Regions from separate parts of the Mus musculus genome. Here region 2 is linked to region 1. The links are chromatin contacts, called in public HiChIP or PLAC-seq maps. All regions are on one chromosome and are shown on one strand. The core of a region is the stretch at or near the end of the contact, and the rest is flanking DNA. Distances in the headings are between cores, read along the strand shown. Region 1 holds the start of Cnnm4 (cyclin M4). Region 2 overlaps Arid5a (AT rich interactive domain 5A (MRF1-like)).

Evidence for each region. HiChIP or PLAC-seq counts read pairs in DNA pulled down with a chosen protein or histone mark.
Region 2: a FOXA1 HiChIP or PLAC-seq map of pancreatic cancer cells shows a contact between it and region 1. The contact joins the enhancer-like site here to the promoter of Cnnm4 in region 1. A contact is called at or near these places in 15 of 39 promoter capture datasets (the 3T3-L1 cell line, 3T3-L1-derived adipocytes, the C10 cell line and 10 more), 3 of 15 datasets of contacts at CTCF or cohesin (CD8 T cells, the NIH/3T3 cell line and large pre-B cells), 38 of 484 Hi-C or Micro-C datasets (the 4T1 cell line, the AML12 cell line, the Ba/F3 cell line and 23 more), 27 of 115 datasets of contacts at active chromatin or transcription factors (the 230-238 cell line, CD8 T cells, the HPC-7 cell line and 19 more) and 4 of 9 other capture datasets (adipose tissue, embryonic stem cells, liver and 1 more).

What each region holds. Positions count from the first base shown.
Region 1 is chr1:36,469,243-36,474,540 of GRCm38.p6, forward strand. Cnnm4 (cyclin M4) reads left to right here and starts at 2,355. Exons shown (of 7, transcript NM_033570.2): 1 at 2,355-3,843. The coding sequence starts at 2,451. Gm33454 (predicted gene, 33454) reads right to left here and starts at 2,527. Exons shown (of 3, transcript NR_168706.1): 1 at 2,220-2,527.
Region 2 is chr1:36,323,701-36,328,998 of GRCm38.p6, forward strand. Arid5a (AT rich interactive domain 5A (MRF1-like)) reads left to right here. Exons shown (of 7, transcript NM_001172205.1): 7 at 1-329. Among named protein-coding and RNA genes, the nearest start is that of Arid5a, 19 kb to the left of the region's middle. Within about 2 kb of position 2,336, at least 72 of the 459 cell types and tissues checked have an H3K27ac peak or open chromatin away from gene starts, as enhancers often do. A contact at or near this core is called in the 4T1 cell line, the C2C12 cell line, CD8 T cells and 10 more, where this site is marked.

The sequences.
Region 1 (5,298 bases), core at 1,105-3,604:
GACTGTTATAAGTCACCATGTGGGTGCTGAAAACTGAGCTTGTCTCCTGTGGGTCTCCTGCAAGAGCAACAGATGCTCTTAACCACTGAGCCATCTCTCCAGCCCTGAATTTCACTTACTTCAAGGAGTCTATTCTTATTCTCCTTTGGGAATCCAACTGTGAGTTAACTTGACTTTAACAGACCCCGTTTCTGTTCCTATCTAGCAACCATTGTTCTGTCTTGCTTTTCTCTCCCTGCTCCTTCCCTTCGACTTCCAAGCCAAGTGGCTCAAACACTTATTTTTCTTTCCTTTGTTGGCTTCTGTCGCTTAGATTGAGTGCCTACCTATAGAGCACGAGTAAATACAGACCCGAAAAGGGCAAAATGAAAATAGCCTCTGGAATGATGATGAGGCCTGATAGGCGCTTCCAGGGACCTGGGGTTGCTGTCAAACAATCCGGGCGGCTCTTCTGGGTTGTCAAAGACAGGGAGGGGGCAATTGCCCAACTCCTGAGGGTACTGTTCACTAAAAAGCTGGTCTTCTGGCCTCACTCTGTGTGTGTGTGTGTGTGTGTGTGTGTGTGTGTGTGTGTGTGTGTAAGGTGAGGCACCTCCTCACAAGGAACTTCCTCCAGCTGGCTGTTTACAGAACCCACCAGCACAATGCCAGAGCATTAAGTCAGCCTCTGCTACCCAGCCTCCCCCACAACACTGCATGAGTGTTCCATTATGTTTGGATTTTTGCTGCTGGTATTGATTGTTGCCTTAATTGGCAGGCTGTGTACCAAAGTAAAAATAAACACAGGGGTTTGTACAGAGACATAGAGAAGGACTGTGTCTCTAGGGCCAGGAGAAGCCCTGCTGGGAGACCCAGGGGTCAACCCAGGCCTTGTGCTTAGTATAGCTCTTGCAACTGAGGTAAGGATGTTTGTCATCCGTGTCCTGCCCTTCACAGGGTGGACAGCTGTGGGTGGATAGCTGTGGTCATCCCCACACACTGAGTTCATAGCTGCCGGATGACATCCAAGTGGGGCTGACCAGGAAGCAGTGATCTCAAGGCTAGAACAGCAGCCCCACCCCTCAGTTCATTTCCACAAGCAGCTGCCTCAGCTGGCCAGTCACCACAATTTGGGGTTAAGGGTATGGTCCTGAAAGAGCAGGCAGCAACAACTATTACTACACAGGCAAAGACTATTCACAGAGAGTTGTTATGTCATATTCGGTGTGTAAGCCAGTTGTTCTCACGTGCTTAGCCAGGTGATGCTGTGTTATCACTCTTCCTGCCGTCAAATTAAAAACTAAAACCATAACTAAACAATAAAATCAATCCAGGCATGGTGGTGCATATCTGTAAACCCTGCACTTGGGAGGTAATGGACATAGGATCGGGAGTTCAAGGTCAGCCTCAGATTTGAAGAGTTCAAAGCCATATCGGGCTATGTAAGACCTTGTCTCAAAAAAAAAAAAAAAAAAAAACAAACAAAAAACAAAAAACAAAAACAAAACAAAAAAAAAAAAACCAGTCATTCTTACCGCCATTTACAGACAGGGACTAGGATTAACGGTGAAGATCTGAAAGGCCTAGGATTTTGTGCCTAGGTTCAAAATTTGCATCTGTAAGAAGTAAAACACTTAGTGTTCCTGTGTGTGTTTACTTGCTTATTGCGCTCCCCCTCCTGCCCCCGTATGGCTTGTCTTGTTTACTGCCATTTTTCTGATGATAGGCTGTAAACTAAAGATGTGCAAGAATTTTGGCTTGTTCATTGCCGTATCGTTAGAGTATGAAACAAGAGTACATGTTCAATGAAAACTCATCCCTAAATAGAAATGACAGGTGAAAAACCTAGGTCAGAGCCTGGTCCCTCAGCACCTTAGGGGTCTAGACAGAACCGAGGAGTGGGCTGGGGGACTTCGGGGGCAGTGACAACCTATTTCTGGCATTGGGTCAAGGTCAACGAAAATCCCAGAAGTAAGGAGGCTGTAACGCCAGCCTGAACCCTCAGGTTCCCTTTTCTTTTTCTAAACCAGGAAATGCATTTTTCTCGCTGTGCCCGCGGAGAAGCACCACCCGCCCCAGAACGGAGCGACAGAGTGCAGGGGACCCGGAAGCAACCGAGCGCGTGGGGCTTGGGAGCCGGGCTCCCTAAGGAGGAGCGCGGGAGAAGCCCGGTGCCGCGCGGAAGCTTGGCTGGGCGCACCCCCGCTGCGGGCTCCCGCGCTCGCCCCGCGCCGTTCTACCTTAAGGGCGCAGACCTCCTTAAGCCGGGCGCGCGAGCCGTGGGTAGGGGCGGGACATCGCATGCAAATAAGGGGCGTGGGGCGGCGGGGCGGGGCGGGCGGGGCGCGGTCTGACGTCAGGTCCTCGGCTGGGGCAGTTGGCGCGGCGGCAGCGGAGCGGCAGGAGGGCAGGAGCGGAGGCGCCGAGTGAGGCGCGCGGCGGGGCGCGGGCAGCGGCGGGGCCGGAGCAACATGGCGCCGGGGGGCGGGGGCGGGCGGCGGGACGGCTGGCCGGCCCGAGGGCGCCTCCTCCTGGCTGCGCTGCTGCTGCTATGGACGCGGGCGGCCAGCGGCCAGAGCAGCCCCCAGCAGAGCGTGATCCTAGGCATGAGGCTAGCGAGCTGCAACAAGTCGTGCGGGATGAACCCGGATGGCATCATCTTCGTGTCCGAGGGCAGCACGGTGAACTTGAGGCTCTATGGCCACAGCCTGGGCGATATCTCCAGCAACCTGATCTCCTTCACCGAGGTGGACGACGCCGAGGCGGTCCACAACTCCACCAACTGCCTGGAGCTCACCAAGGACTTAGTGGTCCAGCGGCTGGTCAACGTGAGCCGCGGGAACACGTCGGGGATGCTAGTGGTGATTACCAAGTTCCTGCGGAGGAGCGAGAACATGAAGCTGTACGCGCTGTGCACCCGGCCCCGGGCCGACGGGCCCTGGACCAGATGGACGGACAAGGACTCCCTGCTCTTCATGGTGGAGGAGCATGGGAGGTTTCTGCCGCTCTGGCTGCACATCCTTCTCGTTATGGTGCTGTTGGTGCTGTCGGGCATCTTTTCTGGCCTCAACCTGGGGCTTATGGCCCTGGACCCGATGGAGCTGCGCATCGTGCAGAACTGTGGAACTGAGAAGGAGAGAAAGTATGCTCGCAAGATAGAGCCCATCAGGCGCAAGGGCAACTACCTGCTCTGCTCGCTGCTCCTGGGGAACGTGCTAGTCAACACCTCCCTCACCATCCTTCTAGACAACCTCATCGGGTCTGGCATCATGGCAGTGGCCTCCTCTACCATTGGCATTGTCATCTTTGGGGAGATCTTACCTCAAGCCCTGTGCTCCCGGCACGGGCTGGCTGTGGGTGCCAACACTATTGTTCTCACCAAAGTCTTTATGCTCCTCACTTTTCCCTTGAGTTTCCCCATTAGCAAACTCCTGGACTTCGTCTTAGGTCAGGAGATTCGCACTGTTTACAATCGGGAGAAGCTGATGGAGATGTTGAAGGTGACAGAGCCCTATAATGACTTGGTGAAGGAGGAGTTAAATATGATCCAGGGTGCCCTGGAACTAAGGACCAAAACTGTGGAGGATATCATGACCCAGCTACACGACTGCTTCATGATCCGCAGTGATGCCATTCTGGACTTCAACACCATGTCGGAGATTATGGAGAGTGGCTACACTCGCATTCCTGTGTTTGAAGATGAGCAATCCAATATTGTAGATATCCTGTATGTCAAAGACTTGGCTTTTGTTGACCCGGATGACTGCACCCCGCTCAAGACCATCACTCGCTTCTACAACCACCCGGTACATTTTGTTTTTCATGACACCAAGCTGGATGCCATGCTAGAGGAATTTAAGAAGGGTAAGGACTGGTGTAGCTCCTGGTTAAATGTCCTTTTGATACCTCTCGTTCCCCTGAAGCATCCCCTGCATGCTCTCTGTCTGCAGGTTTTACTCTTCTGTTTGTGCGATTTATTCTGGGTCCCCCTGTCCATGGCTTCCTATGCTTCTGGTGTGAACGTTATCAGGCGCAGCAGAAGCGGTTCTCAAGCCTTTGCCTTCTGCCAGGCACTGTGTTCTGTGCTTAGTTGAATCAAAGCTGAAGGAGATACACTTGTCTGGAGCTGGTGAAGGGAGACAGGGTAAGGCTCATTCATGCCTGAAATGAGGCAGCCACCAGGCCTCCTGGGTGGGTGGGGAAGTAGCCAGGGAGCTGAGGATGTTGTCACAGGGGAAGGCACATTTGAGGGGAATCTTAAAAGATGAAGTGACTTGGGCCTGGGTCACACCCCTCTTGTGAGGAAGCCAAGGATTCGCTTGTGGTTCAGCAGGTGGTTCTGTCTAGTGGACCTTCTGGCTCTGCTGGTCCATGGCCATCAGGGGACGGGTTGGAGTTTTGCACACTTTTCCCCCCCGAGTTTGTTCCAGGTTTGGAACTGTGTGTCCTCACCAGGGTAGAACCGTCAGTCACCCTCCAGCCCACAAGCAAAACTGGGAGGTCTCTCCTCGGCTCCCAACTCAGAACAGTGCCAACGTGCAGTTCCCGCTGCTTAGCAGAAGCGTGGAGAGCAAGCTTTGGTTATTGTTCCATCTTTCCCAAGAGCCAAACATAAACCTGCCCCCAACTCCCAGTCTTCAGGGGCCCTTGCTCTGTGTGTGCTCTCTCGTGTGTGCTTGGCTAGCTCCCAGGTAGGTAGGCACTTAAGAGGGTTTACTCCCCAGCCTCCAAGCTCAGACAGGGCACACACCCTTTGCCTTATTCCCAACAAAGACTTCTTCCCTCTTCTACTCTGAAACCCTCAAAAGTAGCTGTGAAACAAGGTTATCAAGTGAAACCCTCCTAGGCTGAAGGAGGTGAGGAGGAAGAAAGGGCGACTCTTTAGAGAAGACCCCGAAGCTCGTTCTGTAGGGACCTTGCTTCATAATCCTAGACCCAACCATCCTCCTGTATGTAGAGCTGTCTCTGGCAAAGGCTCAAGCTGGGAACCACTAGTTGTGGATAAGTCCGGGGTCATTTCTGAAACTGGAAGGTGGTGGACAGTCTTGAAATGGGATCAGGAGAGAAGAGATGGCCTTACCAGAAGGTGCACTTGGGTCTGGGTCAAGGCCAAGGAGGCAGGTTGGTGCTCTCCCTTTGAAGTTTTCTACACAGATCTCAGCATCAGAGCAGCTGAGGGCATCTTGAGGACTGTAAACCAGGACAGAGATAGTCTGGGTGGCATGGAAGGAGATTTAGTGGTATAGACCCAGGAACCTGTTTTGCTCGGAGTCTGAGTAGAAACATTGGGGACTGTGTTTCGACTCCCATCTTGCAACT
Region 2 (5,298 bases), core at 1,086-3,585, 150 kb before region 1:
GGTGTGTAGGCACAGGAAAGGAGGTGATGGGGCCTCAGCAAAAAACACAGCACAGGAGGCAAGAAGCAAAGGTTACCTTCCACATGAAGTTGCTGGGCTGGCCAGAGCCTTAGACTGGCAGAATAGACATTAGAGAAGGCCAGAGGCAATGAAAAACTTCATGGCTTTAAAGGAATTTTAAATCAAGAGCAGAGGCTGCCTGGCATGTTTAGATGTGTTTGTTTTCTAGTGTGCTGGATGGAACCCAGAGCCTTGGGTATGCTGGGCAAGTATCCAACACTGAGCTATATCATTTGGTGTTTTTTAAAAAAAAGAATTAACAATATTTGAAACATTTTCTCTTGAATAGCCGTTATTTCTGGCCACAAAGGATGACCTTCCGAATCAGGACCGGGGGTGGGGGGGGGAGCCCATCTATTGCCCATAGTCCTTCAGCTCCTCTTGTGTCGGACCATTAGGGAGCCAGTCCTAGCCAACTGCCCTGGTTCTCACCACTTGAGTCTTGACACTGCTCAGACACTAGGTGGCAGCTGCTGTTCTTCATGGTTACAGATCAAGACCAATTTCCTTAGCTAATGGCTCCAAGAATGTGGCTGCTCAACTCTTCAAAGGGCTTCTGGGCAGGAATGTAGAGCAATCGCTGATCTGGCAGGACCATCGAGGTGGGCAAATATGAGCACAAGCTCCCAAGACTAGGGCCTCACTCGCTGGGGGTTGTTCCTCCGTGTGTGTGTGTGTGTGTGTGTGTGTGTGTGTGTGTGTGTGTGTGTGTGACAGCCGGCTGGCTACCTGTGAGTCTCTGTGTCCTCTGTGATGCAGAATTGAATCTAGAGACCACTAATGAGCAGATGACTACAGAACACACTCCCCATCCTACCAGGGGGCAGCTCAACCTTTTGTGGGGAGCCTCTAGTCCTGGAAGCCACCTGGCCCTGACTGTGAAACTCCCCAAAGGAGGAAAGGCTCTGACATACAAGGAGAGCAAGGAAGAGGCGCTCCCAGTGGGTGTCTTGAAAGAGCAGCTACTTCCCGACCTTACCTTTCCTGAGGCTCTTTCCTACCTCTAAGGTTCTTGGCTTTCTGCTTGGGCCCTGGGGTAGAAAGGAACGGCCAAGAAGCTAGAAGCCAAATAGATTATGACCTATACTTTCCCACAGCCAGTGTGCCAGTGACAATCTTGGGTCCTTTCCTTGCAAGCAATAGAAATGAAGGCTAATGTAGACAAGAGAATTCCCGAGTGGCTCAAAGCATGAGGGACAGCCAAACCCTAGGCCCTGGAGGAAGGACTCAATGTGCATCCTGTGTCACTTGCTTTGCTGATCATCATAACCAAATAATTTCAGAAGTAACTTGAGAGATGGGAGGTTTTGTTGTCTTAGAGTTTTACAGCTGTGAACAGACACCATAACCAAGGCAACTCTTATAAGGACAACATTTAATTGGGGCTGGCTTACAGGTTCAGAAATTCAGTCCATTATCATCATGGTGGGAACATGGCAGCATCCAGGCAGGCATGGTGTAGGAGGAGCTGAGAGTTCTACATCTTCATCTGAAGGATGCTAGCAGAAGACTGGCTTCCAGGCAGCTAGGATGAGAGTCTCACAGCCCATACCCACAGTGACAAACCTACTCCAACAGGGTCACACCTTCGAATAGTGCCATTCCCTGAGCCAAGCATATACAAACCATCACATTTGTTGTTGCCTACATTAGCAGAGGTTTTATTTAGCCCATGGCCACTGGGTGGCAGAACCACAAGACACTGGAAGTTCTTTGTCTTAGGGTAGACAACTGGGGGAGGGGAGGCAAGGGGACAGGAGCAGGGAGAGGGAGAGGGAGAGAACACACAAACCAGGTATAACCTCCAAAGACATGCCCCAATGAGCTACCCCTGCAGCTCTGTTTAAGTAGTAATATTTGAGATCTCCAGAGTGTCTCCTGTCAGCAAATGTTCCCTGAGTTTGTGTCCACTCAGGGGTTAGACCACTAGCAGCAGGCCACGGGTGGGCTCTGTCTCTCACCTTCTCATGGGTTTCAGCTCTGGGTGACCCGTTAGAGGAGAAGCTGACTCTGGGTCTTGAGCTACCTGTGCTAAGGCTCAGAGAAAGTGTATGCCACATGGATCAGAATACTGTGTGGCACCAGGTGCACCCCCCTTTCTCTGGGACTTCTCTGTCTCATCTGTAGTATGGAAGTGAGTCATTTAACCCCAAGAGCCAGGGTATTTAGAGAAAGCCCTCTGTAAACTTAAGTCCTGATGAATGTGAGTCACTACTTCCCTTGCTAGCTTGGCCATGCCTTATCCTGTCCTTTACCTTAGCATTTTGAAACCCATGCATGTGTTCTGACCACTACCCTTTACCTTGCCTTCTGAGTCAGTGACTCTGACTTCTGGATAGTGTCTGGGTCAAGAATGGCAAGCCAACTTTTGTGGTTGTCTGCAGCTCTGGATTGACTCACTGCGAAAGTGATGCAATTGATTAGTAATGTCTGCCAAGGCCCTTGGAAGGGGAGTGGAGGTTCACCTGCCACATCCGTACCATTGTCTGGGGCTTGATGATGGGCTGTCTGATGCAAGTTCCCTGACCTCACTGCCACATCTCAGCCTGGCTCTGGTGGTTTCCCTCCCACAGGAATGAAGAATAGGGAAGCATCACTCGCTTGCACTGGGAGCCCAATCAAGAAAGCCTGGCTTGGATATGGGTTGCCCAGGAGCTACAGTTGAAAGCCTGGGTAATAGTCAGGGAGGGAACCTCTAGGGGAAAGCTGTTCAAAAGAGCTCAGAGGTTTACGGTCTTGCTTCCAAGTCTGACGGATTGAGTTTGAACCCCTGGATTCATGTGGTAGGACAGAAACAACTACTGGATGTTGTCTTCTGACCTGCATGTGCGCCATAGCATGCATGCCCCCCCCAACAAACAGATAAATGTAATAGAGAGGGGAGGGAAAATGAGAAGGGAGAAGCAAAGGAGGTGAACAGAAGGGGGAATGGTTCTTTCAGAGGTAACTAGGTGGGAGAGATGGGTGGGCTAAAGAGGTGGAACTTCCAATCATTGTACATTTGATATGGGGCTAATGGCCTTGGATGCATTAGGAACAAGTTAAAATAAGCCTGCCATACCCAGCTCTCATCAGCTCACTGCACTTAAGATGTGGCCCACAACTCTGTACTGTCCCCAGATTCAAACTCCAGTGTCTGCTTGGAAACTTCTTCCTTCCTCAGGCTTCTGGTCTCCCCCTCCCCCATTGCATCCACACTCTGCAGTTCCTGCCTGGGTTGAGCTCTGGGGTGTCCCCCCATCAGGCTTCTGGCAGTCACACACCCCCAACAGTTCTGGAAACACATGGGATTCCATCTGCCTGAAAACCATTCTCTCCTCCACTTGCATGCGTCCCCCATCTTCATCCTGGAGCCTCTTCCCCAGGAACTCTGGCTTCCCTCTTAGGTGCCCTCAAAGCATCTACCATTTCTCCACCCACATCTGCATCCCTGCACCACCCCACCCCACCCCGCCCTGACTTGGTTCTTAGGGGCAATCCAAGCTTTGTGTTCACTTCCAACTCCTGATTAGACCAACTGCCAGCTACAACCCCATGCAACAGGGGTCTATAGTCACTGTGAGTAGCACAAGTGCCCACTGGTGTGCATCACCAGTGTGAAACTTGCTGCTTTGGCAATTCCCAGAGGACGCTTTCATGTGCAGGGCCCAAAAGGCTTAGAAGAATGGTGACCCAGAAGAGCAACTCTGCTTCACCTCGGACTTAGACAGTCCCCACTCCGAACCCTTAGCTTTGGGAGAGGGCAAGAATCCACCCGACACTCTTCCTGCAAAACTATGGGCCATGCCCCATTCCTTGACCTGCTCTGCACACATGGAGACAAAGCAGGCAGTTGTTCTCTTTCAGGAACCTTTCTTTCCCTTTAGGGCAGGATCCATGGTTTTCCTATGTGTTAAAGCAGAAAAATGAGACTTGTGATTTGTCTGCCATTGTTATCAGTGTGTGTATGTACACACACCCATGTGGAGTGTAGGCACACCTGGACCATGAGACAAGTGGGGATCAAGGACAGTGTCAGGTGCCAGCCTTTGCCTTCCATCCTGCGTGAGGCAGGGGCTCTTTTGTATTGTCTCCTGCTGCCTTTGGCTAGCTGCAGCAAGCTTCTGGGAATTCTGTCTGCACCTCCCATTGCTGTAGGAACTCTGGGATTCAGATACAGGCTACTGCTGTGGTCAACTTTGTAGGCCTTCGGACTGACAGTCCTGCTAAATCCTCTCTGGTAGTGCACACTGGGCCTCCTTCATCGCTCATCTCCACTGTTTGAGCGTTGTGGGGCTGTCCAGGACTATGCCCTTGGTTTCAACAAAGGTGTTTGAAGTTGTCGTAATCATGTATCAGGGCAGGTAAAAGACAACCAGAGGAGCCAGGGGCTCGAGGGCACTTGTTTGTGGACATCGGGGAAATATGCAAGCCTGTATTATCAAGAAGCCATGTAGGGGGAATTCTAAATTAGTCCTCTGCTTATAGCTACTAAACACAGCTAGGAAAACTGGCCAGAAAGTGTTATAACAATAATTATACTAGAGTATATACTGGAATCAAAAAAGAGGTACCACCGGGCGTGATGGCACACGCCTTTAGTCCCAGCACTTGGGAGGCAGAGGCAGGCAGATTTCTGAATTCGAGGCCAGCCTGGTCTACAGAGTGAGTTCCAGGACAGCCAAGGCTACACAGAGAAACCCTGTCTCAAAAAAACAAAAACAACAACAACAACAACAACAAAAGAGGTACCCTCACCATGGGTCATTAAATGATTGTACTATCTGGCAAACAGAACTGCATTATCAAAGACCAGGAAAATGGTGTGTTCAATCTTTTCACACGTTTACACAAGATGCACATAGAAATAATAAAAACATACATAAAAAGAAAAGGATGTTAAAGTACTCTCACTCTCTACAGCTGAATCCAATAAAGACTTTAGAAAGATTTTGATATTTTAAGTGTACAAGTGCTTTGTCTGTTTGCGTGTAAGGATGGACATCACATGTGTGCCTGGTGTCTGCAAGAGGCAAGAAAAGGACATCTCCAGGGACTAAAGTTACAAATGGTTGTGAGTCACCATGTGGATGCTAGGAATTGAACCCAAATTATCTGCAAGAGCAGCAGTGCACTTAACCGCTGAGCCATCGTTCCAGCCCCGAGACTTCAGACATGTTTAAGGTGCATCTTGATCTAGTCCTGCCAGTTAGCTTCTAAGAGTTCTGTTCTGCCAGACCTAAGAGTATTCTTTTTTTT